Linked DNA regions of Mus musculus: region 1 is linked to region 2. The links are chromatin contacts, called in public Hi-C maps. All regions are on one chromosome and are shown on one strand. Each heading gives the region's core, a stretch centred on a gene start, on an enhancer-like site or on the middle of the called end of the contact. The rest is flanking DNA. Distances are from core to core; before and after follow the strand shown. Region 1 overlaps Frmd4a (FERM domain containing 4A). Region 2 has its middle 28 kb from the start of 1700080N15Rik.

What was found. Hi-C and Micro-C count contacts between places; a contact is called where the count stands out from the background.
Region 1: a contact with region 2 is called in a Hi-C map of cortical neurons, with 2.6 times the contacts expected there. The contact joins two enhancer-like sites. A contact is called at or near these places in 3 of 484 Hi-C or Micro-C datasets (cortical neurons and liver).

What each region holds. Positions count from the first base shown.
Region 1 is chr2:4,207,855-4,213,008 of GRCm38.p6, forward strand. All of the region lies in intron 1 of Frmd4a (FERM domain containing 4A), which reads left to right. Among named protein-coding and RNA genes, the nearest start is that of Gm39752, 37 kb to the right of the region's middle. Within about 2 kb of position 1,582, at least 6 of the 459 cell types and tissues checked have an H3K27ac peak or open chromatin away from gene starts, as enhancers often do. A contact at or near this core is called in cortical neurons, where this site is marked.
Region 2 is chr2:4,110,250-4,115,129 of GRCm38.p6, forward strand. It overlaps a transcript of Frmd4a not described here. Among named protein-coding and RNA genes, the nearest start is that of 1700080N15Rik, 28 kb to the right of the region's middle. Within about 2 kb of position 3,467, at least 7 of the 459 cell types and tissues checked have an H3K27ac peak or open chromatin away from gene starts, as enhancers often do. A contact at or near this core is called in cortical neurons, where this site is marked.

The DNA of each region.
Region 1 (5,154 bases), core at 332-2,831, 96 kb after region 2:
TTGCTTCTCCCACCTCCCTGTTGCTGAAGACCAAAGCCAGGGCCTTGCACTTTCTAGGTAAACACTGCACCACTGAGCTAAATATCAGTCTTAGGAAGAAACAGAACTTCTAAAGAAAGCTGTATTCAAGTATGGATTTGCTCTAAAGATACTACTGAGGTTATAGCATTGGCCACCTACAAGAGTGCTCAGCACCCTGATGTTAGAATAAGTTGGATGCAGAGCAATGGCCTTGGCCTTACCCTACCTGGAAGCTGAGAAAAGCCATTCCCTAATTATCTGGATGAGATATGAATGATAAGAATGTTTTATTCAATAACAGCAATGTGTTGAAGAAGGAAAAATAAAAACAAAGAGGAAAAGGTGGAAGAAGAGGAGGAGGTGGTGGAGAAAACAATAGCAATCATATATACATACATTTCTAATTGGAGTCTCACTATTCTTTGTTTAGCATAACTCAAAAACAAAAACAATCACTGAATAATTCTTTTAAATAAGCCTTATATATACTTGTATTTAAAACTTTTAAAATATATTAATAGTGGTAAAATGAAAATTGATACACTACCCAGAATTAATTGAGCTCTACCTACCTAGTTTGCTTTCTGTTACTGTAATAAACACCATGGCAAAGGCAACTGAGTGGGGAGAGGTTTTATTTTGTCCTGCAAGCTAAAGTCCATCATTAAGAGAACTCAAGCTGGAAACGGGGCAAAAACCAAGGAGAATGCTGCTTACTGGCTTGTTCTCTAGTTCCCCCTGCTACCTTCCTTATATGACCCAGGCCCACCAGCCTAGGGATGGTATTACTCAGAATGGGCTGTGTACTTGTACTTCAAAAAGCAACTAAAAACTGTTCACAGACATCGCCATAGTCCAGTCTGATCCAGGCAGTTCTTCAGATGAGATTACCTCTTCTCAGGTGACTCTAGATTTGTTTCAAGATAAAACTTGAATCTATGACAATATATATATATGCCATAAAAAAGGGATCAGAGAATCCAGATATGGAAGCATACAACTGTAATCCCAGCACAGGAAAGGCAGGGAGGAGGAGAGCATGTTTGAGGCCAATCTGAGGTGTATCATAATACCCTTCCCAGAATAAAACAAGAGAATAAAGTTAAAAAAACACACTAGATTTACAAGCTGCTCCTGGACCCAGTACAGTCATTTGTGGCCAACCACTCTGAGTTTCACAATTAGAACACACTTAGCTAGAGTCACGTTTTATAGCTTCTGTCTATCTCCATAACTGTAACAGTTACACTCAATGAACAAGGAAGGAGGTAGAAGCATCAGACAAGCCTTTATTTTGAATTTGGAAAGAAATTGAGTGCGGTAATTTGCTTCCCATAAGCCGAGGTTAATGTGAAGATGGTGAGGTCCCCGTGGACCTATTGTTCCCTCGAAGAAGCTCATTCCTTCTTTAATTATCATAAAGTGTAAATGTGGCCACTCTAGACCACCACAGACGGCTCTCACCATCCTCCACTCCCTCATCTCTGTGCTGACCAAATGCACACACCTGCCAGATTCGCTCTCCGAAAATGTCACATTAATCATGTTTTCTCCAGCTCGCTGATCTTCACAGCTCCTAATTACTGAGCAGATTTCCTTCCAGAGCAGACTTGACAGCCCCAGGCTCTCCTTGCTGGGCTCTCGTGTGGCTGACTTTCTGTGGGGCCCCCTTCCCTCCAGTCCTATCCTCCTGACCAGCCAGACTCAATATTTCTGCACTTAGCCATAAGCTTTGCCCAACACATAGAATTTCTTCTAACCGCCTGAGGCTAGGAGTCTCTACATTTCTCTGCCTTCCTCTATTCCAGAATCACAGAGCATCTGCATGAATCAGAGCCATGGGTGATTCTACTTCCTCTTCCTGCCCCATGGGATGTCTTTCCTCTTCACTGCCTCTTCCTGCCCCATGGGATGTCTTTCCTCTTCACTGCCTCTTCCTGCCCCATGGGATGTCTTTCCTCTTCACTTCCTCTTCCTGCCCCATAGGAGGTCTTTCCTCTTCACTTCCTCTTCCTGCCCCATGGGATGTCTTTTCTCTTCAGAGCTCTTACAGCTTAATTTGTTGTCATCTATTTGCCAATTAGTCATATACCCTCTCCATGTTGAATTTTCTTTGGATTTCAGAGGCAGGGTCTCACTGGGTAATCTAGACCTGCCTAGAACTTTATATGGAGCTGACCTCCAATCCACGAGCCTCTTGCCTCTTCCTGAGTGCTGAATTTATAAGGATGTGCCATGGTGCCTAACTCCTGTTATTTAAAATTAGAATAGTTAACTCAAAAACATTAAGAAGTCTTACCACCGTGATCATTACAACCACGTTCTCCTTTCCATACTTGACATATTTTGCCTGTGGTAGATATGCTCAATAAACATGTCTTGTACTGAGAATGTTCTTTGCATGGATGAATTAATTAATCCATAATTAATTAATGGGTTGATTTCATTAAAATTCAGTGTCAAAAGACTTCTGTACTCTGCAGAGCAGAGCCAGTCATCATGATTCAGGCTTAGCAATGACTCCAGAGTAGACGACTGCCTGTGTAAGGGAAAAGAATCTTACATTCTTACGTCCATGACTTTCTCATCGCTGAACCAAAACAGCCATCAGAAGCATGGAACAGGGGGAAAGGCGCACAGCTGCAGGGGGACGTTGGTTCTTTGTGGAGGTGAAGGCATGGCAACAGAAGCATCTCCATCAACAGTAGTGACAGTGTGTGGTGGCAGCTTCTTCATGTGGGGGGTGCAGACCGGGAAACAAAGGGTGTGTGTGTGTGTGTGTGTGTGTGTGTGTGTGTGTGTGTGTGTGTAGTTATACGTCTGTCAAAGGAATGTGGAGAAAAGAGGTTTCTTTTTCTGTCACTGTCACTCTGTGAGCAAAGCTTGGTTGTCATTTTGACTTGCCTAGGAAGAAGGAGGAATTTCCTCCACCATATTGGCCTAGGGAATGTCTAGAGAACATTTTCTTGATTGCTAACTGTTGTAAGAGGGCCTGGCCTACTGTAGTTGCAAATAGTGTTAGGAAGAGAGTCCTGGGCTGTATTAGAAAACAGGCTGAGCATAAACTCACTAGCAAGCCAGTAAACAGCATTCCCCCGTGGTCTCTGCTTCAGTTCCTGCCTTAAGGCTCCTTCCTTGAGTTCTGCCCTAACTTCCTTCAGTGATGGAGTGATGGCAGGAAATAAACCCTTTCCTCCCCAGCATGTTCTGTTTCAGCAACAGATATCAAACTAGAACACACTCTTTCCCCTATAGGGTCTCTCAATGAACCTGGAGCTAGGCTGCTGGCCAGCAAACCCCAGAAATCCTCCTGTCTCTGCTTTCCAGTGTGGGGTTACAAGTAAGCATGGCAAGTCTTTGTTTTTAACAGGTTCTGGGGTCTGATCTCAGGCCCTCGTGCTTGAACAGCGAAAGGTCATACCCACTGAGACATCTCTGCAGAGTCACAATTTGCTTTACAAAAAAAAAAAAAAAAACTAGCAAGACCCTGTCTCAACACACACACCACCACCACCACCACCACCAACAACAACAACAACAACAACAACAACAACAAAATAGATATGCACTTCAGTTATCCAAAGTGTTTTATTTCTGCATTCTCATGTCGAGTCAAAAAACAAAGAACCTTGCAAATTTTGTTGACATAGTAACTTCCATGCCACCCTGGGCAACTTAATGAGATACTCCTCTCCAAGAAAGAGCCGTTTCTGTTTTCTTTCCTTTTAACATTGGTGGTTTTTTTTTTTAAATCTCTCTCTCTCTCTCTCTCTCTCTCTCTCCTTTCTTTGCAATGCTGTCATTTTCTTTGTGGTTTTCATGACACAACAAAGCAAACTAGAGATGATGTGCTGGGCAGATGACAATGGAGGAGAGCAGGGAACTGCCCATCCCCCTCCCTGGCTTTCCTACGATGTTGGTCTCCCTATTTCCTCACATGGACTATCTTGTCCTCTGAGATGCTTTCATTCAACAGCAGTTTTTGATTCCATGATTGCTCCTCAGTCTAGAAACTGTACCCATACTCACAGGCTAAGGAAGCTGATCCTGCAAGCCTGGAGGAGCCTTCTCATCGCAATGGAGACAGTGAGCTGGTGTGACTCGGTGGTGGAGCAGTGACTGCCTTGTGACTCGGTGGTGGAGCAGTGACTGCCTTGCACAGAGTCCTTTATGTCTCGGGGGCGGGGTGGCTCTGAGGGATAGCATCCCCAGCCAGGTAAAACAAGGAGAGAAGATAAGAGATTGGGACGAAACATGAACAGTGAACTGCTAAAGATGGCCGTGGTGGGCAAATTGCCAAGTAGTCCACCTTTTCAGAAAGGCAGAAAGTGAGCAAAGTACACAACCCACAAAGATCTGGGATGATCCCATGGCAGCCAGTGACATTGGGTGCATGAAAGCCTGTAGTAATTTTTACTCTGTGCTTTTTCTTTGGTGGGGACAGTGGGAGGAAGAAGCAGGGGGCTAAACTCAGGGTCATGCAGGTGCTCAGTGGATGCTCTGCCTCTCCAACCTCAGCCTTCCTTTCTTCCTTTCTTCCTTCCTTCCTGAGTTTGTTTCTCTGCCTACAGAACTGTATTCTGTGGCAGACCATTTTCATTTTATGGCTTCTCTCTAGGAATTTATTGTAATTAATAATTTTTCCAGTCAACTTGTGGGCCGTAATTTTGATCTTCCTCACTGTTCCCCATGAGGAGACAGATGCTGGGAATGAATCGACCCCTTGTCCACCAGGCATCTCTTCACCTTTCTGTTTGCTAAGAAGGGTGGCCTAATCTGATTTTGCTTCCTGAGGGAAATGCTTAGGTTGGAACAGATACTCACTGGGACAGAAAGTAGACTTCTCCTTGGACATTCTTCCATGCACTCTTCCCATCTAGATGTGTTTCCAGTCTCAGGGGCTCTACTTAACTAAAGGTTTGAACCTCAGACTACACAGCACCTCTCAAGGGTATGTGTTCCAAGATGGACAGATTTGACAGGCAGTATTCACAAAGATTGTCTGAGGAGCTAGCCCAGGTTACTTCATACCACTAAACACATTCTAAAAGTTGTTGCTAATTTATGATGCATAACTTAGCACTTGTTTTAAAATCAGCTTAATTGCAGACCTACTTGAAATCTAAGAGAGAT
Region 2 (4,880 bases), core at 2,217-4,716:
AATGATCATGAAGCACTCCCCAAGAAATTATTCCTTCCCCAAGTACTTAGCAACGCTGTTCATTGCCGCTTGTGGGTCGGGAACCAATGGGAGGTAGGAGGGAGGCGATAGCCTAGGGAACAAAGTCTAACCCATCTCCAAGTTTCTAGTCTACTGAAGAAAGTCTATGAAGATGGACCACATTGGTATTATATGACAAATACAGAAGAAAGGACATTTCATATAGTCCTGGTGTGGTGTTCAGCTGAGGGTTTATGATGGCTGGAATGGGGTGGGAGAGTATATAATCCAAAAGGTTCCAAGTTGAGGAGAAGCATGCTTGAAGTTCTGGGTTTAACAGAAAATGTGTCCCCTTGGAAGGGATGGACACAGTAGATCAATCTCTCTGCATGTACAGGACTTCCAGGAGGGCAGTAAATTAATGAGGCTCAGTGAGTGAGCACCAGAGCTCCAAAGGTTTGCTTAGAACCTGTGCTAAGCAACTTTGACTTTATACTGACTGTCATGGTCACCCCTGAAGTTCATTAAAAGCAACAGAAATGTGTCAGAAGAAACCCTCTTGGTCTGGGTTTGAAGAACCAAGTAGGCTCTTGGGGAGGAAGCAGACCAAAGAACAGGAAAGAAATCTGCCAGGAGACAAAATGAAGTGATGGGGAAGCCAAACTGGTGGTGGCTGCAGGGAAGGGGAATTCTCAGGATGTAGAATTAGTGGGTTATTGATAGCTATGCTGTGGTGGGTGATGGAAGCAGAGATTAAGGATAGTGCCAGAGTTGAATCTCCCCAGCATCATGTGTTGAAATCCTAATGCCCCGTGTCTTTATTACAAGGTGACATTTGGACACAGACATGGGGACAAAATGAGAAGACACAGGTAAAAATTGTTCATCTCAACACCGAGTGGGAAGATCTAGAACAATTTCTCCCTTGTGGTTTGCAGAAAGGTCAACCCTGGTGACAATCGAGCTAGTGAATTCAGCCTCCAAGACTATGAAATGGTGAATTTCTATGATTTAAGCCTCCAAGGGTAAGGAGCAGGATCAGAAAAGGACTCCTGCTATGAGTGGCATGAACACAGCTTTGAGCCTATTAGTTGTGCTCTAGTTGGCTATGGCATGGATGGTCAAGGCTCAGGAGAGAAAGCTGGATGTGTAGTGACTGATTTGGGAGAGTCCCTGGCATGTAAGCAGGATCTGACACAGCAGAGAGGCCCTTGGAGGGAATATGGTGTAGAAGGTGACATGAGAGAGGGTGAGCCCTGCTCTAACTTTGGATTCTTTGCTTCTGTGACAAATAAGACAGCTTCATTATGTGCTGTCTTGGAATAGTTGCCATAGGAACCAGCAATAGAGTAGTGCATAGCAAGACCACCCAGAGGCTGTACTCAGGTGTGACATGGGTTAAGAAATTGAGCCTTGAGATGGTCCTAGACACAATGATGAGATTCTGACCCTCACAAACTTGTCTTGTTGAAGACAAGAGCTAGAAAACCCAAATATTAAATCGCTAATTTCTGTTGAGAAATAGGAGCATGTGGTAGGACATACATGTGTGTCTGCCTAACCAGCTTTTTTTGCAAATGGTAGGAGAGATGGAGAGAGAAACACAGCACAGGCATCAAAGGATTGTTTGGTGTATGTCAATGGATAAGCATTATAATTAGAATTTTACCCCTGTAAGCTAACCCATAGGATGCTGGTATCTGAAAACTCTTCACAGGAAAAAGTAGTTCAGAATTTAACAAAAATGCAAGCAATTTTAACATTGCAAACTACTTCCCAGGCAAGTACATTAGCCTATCTTTTGGATTTTTAATGATTTGTTTTAAGGCAGTGTCTCATATATCCTGGAGTGACATTATTATTTATCTCCGGATGATCTCTAATCTCCCTTCTCAAGTACTGGGATTATAGATGTGTGCCGTGTGCCACCTTTGAGATTTGTTTGTTTGAGTTAGGGTCTCACTCTGTAGCCCAGGAACTAATTACGTAGCCACCCTGGGCTTCAAACTCATGGCAAGCATCCCAAGTGTTGCGAGTCCAGGTCTATATCCTCAGGTCTGCTATTAACCAGTCTTAAATAGCTGGAAACACGATCTTTGTTCTTAGGGGTGATATTGAAGGAAGGAGTGAAAAGAAAATACAATTCAGTTGGACTTTCCAAGGACCCCTATCTCATGGGAAGATTGTCACAGAGAAAATTATGACCATCTAGTGTCAAGTGTTCTAGGAGAACTACAAAAGGCCACAGGAGACAATCACGTGCCAGGGCGGCCTCTCAGAGGAAGGTGTCTTTCTAGAGGTGCTTGCTCCATGTTTAGAAATAAAAATTCGTTGATTTTAAGACATTCTTTAGAAATAGGGCTGTATTAGTACCGTTTTTCATTTTTGTTGTAGTTTATTTGTTTTTACTGAGGAGGCACAGATCTGAGTCATCCCCCTCCTCTCTTAAATGGGTAAAATCTTCTCTTCCCCGCAGAGCTGTGGACTCTGAGGAGCTCCTGGCACCAATTTATCTTATCACAGGAGGGATTTGAGGGAACACCGGGCAAAGCCTGTTTCTGCAGATGATTGATTTCAGTTAGACTTTTAGCAGCAATGAATTAATAGGAGTGTAGAGGTATAGGGGCAGGGAATCATGCTGCAGCTACCTGTACAGTCATGGAGAAGAGTTCAGCAACAGGGAGGTTGAAGGATCGGCCTGTTCCCTCCAGTCACAGTTGCCTCTTGGAGGAGCATATATGGGATTCTTGTAAGCCACAAACTATAAAGAGTGTATCTAAGGTCTAATGGCACTGGAATCCACTGCCTTCCATAGGACAACCCTTTCTAGATGTTAGCTTTGACTAGTGTTGGGGAAGAAATAGGGGAATTCTTGGCTACGACAGTGTTCTTATAGAGATAGCGATAAAAACAAACAAACAAACAAACAAACAAACAAACACCAATACTCTGAAGGGTCAGTATGCCGATCCGCTAAGAGGTTTTCCCTGCTTCATCCAGAAGTGGAGACCATAGCAGGTATCATCTCATGGGACTGGGAGTTCCCTTACCAGTGGCTCTAACATCTTATTAATTTCAAAACCCACTGAGTCACCAAGATCTTGTACCACAAGAAAATGTAAGCAATATTACTCTTTGCAAAGCTTTTATTCTGGTGGAGTTCATCTATTTAAATTCATGACTGATCGTGGGAGGAAGGGTGTGGCCCTAGTACAATGAGAAGGGTCGTAAGCAATGACGTCACACTTTGAATGGTTTAGAGGTAGCTTTTAACTTGAATCCTTTATGATGTTAATTTATACTGTCTGTTATTCCTGGTGTTTCTGTCTGTCTCCCACTGTGCCCTGCTCATGCTCTTGCTCTTTTCCTCCCTGCCTTCTAAGGAAGACCTTAACTATAAGCCCTCCCGAGTAGCTATCCTTACCTTTGGCAAGTTCGCTCAGTGGTGAGCTCATGCTTAGCTATGCTTGCCAGCACCTCTGCTTCCGAATTCAAAGCTGCACTCACATGGAATAATGAAACCTTCTGCTAAGAGAGACTGACTGAGGTTAGTTGATAATTATTCTTCTCTGCCAACAAAGAGCACAAACACACAGGAGTTTCTAATGATTTCACAGCTAATTTGTATGCACCAAAAATAATTAACATCATGTAAATTTTCCTTGCCGGTTGAGTCTTTTTTGAATATTGAGAGATATGTCATTTTAAAATAATTTCATACTTCACTGATGGACTAGAATTGAGACATTGGATGCCTATGGCATACAGGTGCTGGTGGGCAAGTGCTCCTCAACAGAAGACAGGGATATCTAAACCGTCCAGAGTCAGTTACCATCCTTCAAGAGAGACAACAGTCTTAAGGCTGTTATCTACGGAAGCAAGTAACACTTTCTCAACATTCAACACAGAACCACAGTCCCTGTAGTAACACTGATGGGTTCGGACATAAAATCATTGGCATGAGAATTCCTTTTGAATTTGAAATAACAAGTACAGATGTGCTTGGATTTTCTCTACTATTAAAAGATGATGGACTGGAGAGATGGCTCAGTGGTTAAGAGCACTGACTACTCTTCTGAAGGTCCTGAGTTCAAATCCCAGCAACCGCATGGTCGCTCACAACCATTTGGTGCCCTATTCTGGGGTGTCTGAAGATAGCTACAGTGAACTTACATATAATAAATAAAGAAATCTTTTAAAAAAGGAAAAAGAAAGAAAAGAAAAGATGATGCAGATATAAGTATACCAATCCAGTTTTAAAGAAAACAGTGAAATTAGTTTAGTTATGATGGAAAACAAAATACCATTTCCTCAGAAAACTGAACACAGAAGTGTTGTATGATTCAGCCATTCCATTTCTGGATTTGTTTCTGAGTATAGATTCACAGATGAATGGATAAAGAATGCATCACACACACACACACACACACACACCACATACATATGACACATTCACACAAACACTTAACACACACATATCACACACACACATAACATACACTCACACACATACACACACATCATGGAGAGGGAGAGAACATAGAGAGGGCAGGGGGTGTTATTCATCCATGAGGAGGAAGAAAGCATATTCTGACACTGGAGGAAACTAAAGGTCTTTGTGTAAGTAAAATAATCCAGAAACACAGCTGCATGGGCTCTCTTGCACATGAAGTCACAACAAGCTGGCCTGCAAATAGAACACTGATTACTAAGAACTGGAAAGGATGCAGAGCAAGAACGACGGTTGGACATGATCAATACATATAATATGCACGCAGCATCCCGTTAATATGTATTAGCAAAATATTAATACTTAAAGTGTACTAATAACACCCAAGAGGAAAAGAACAGTGTTGAGTCTTCCCCAGATCACACCATGG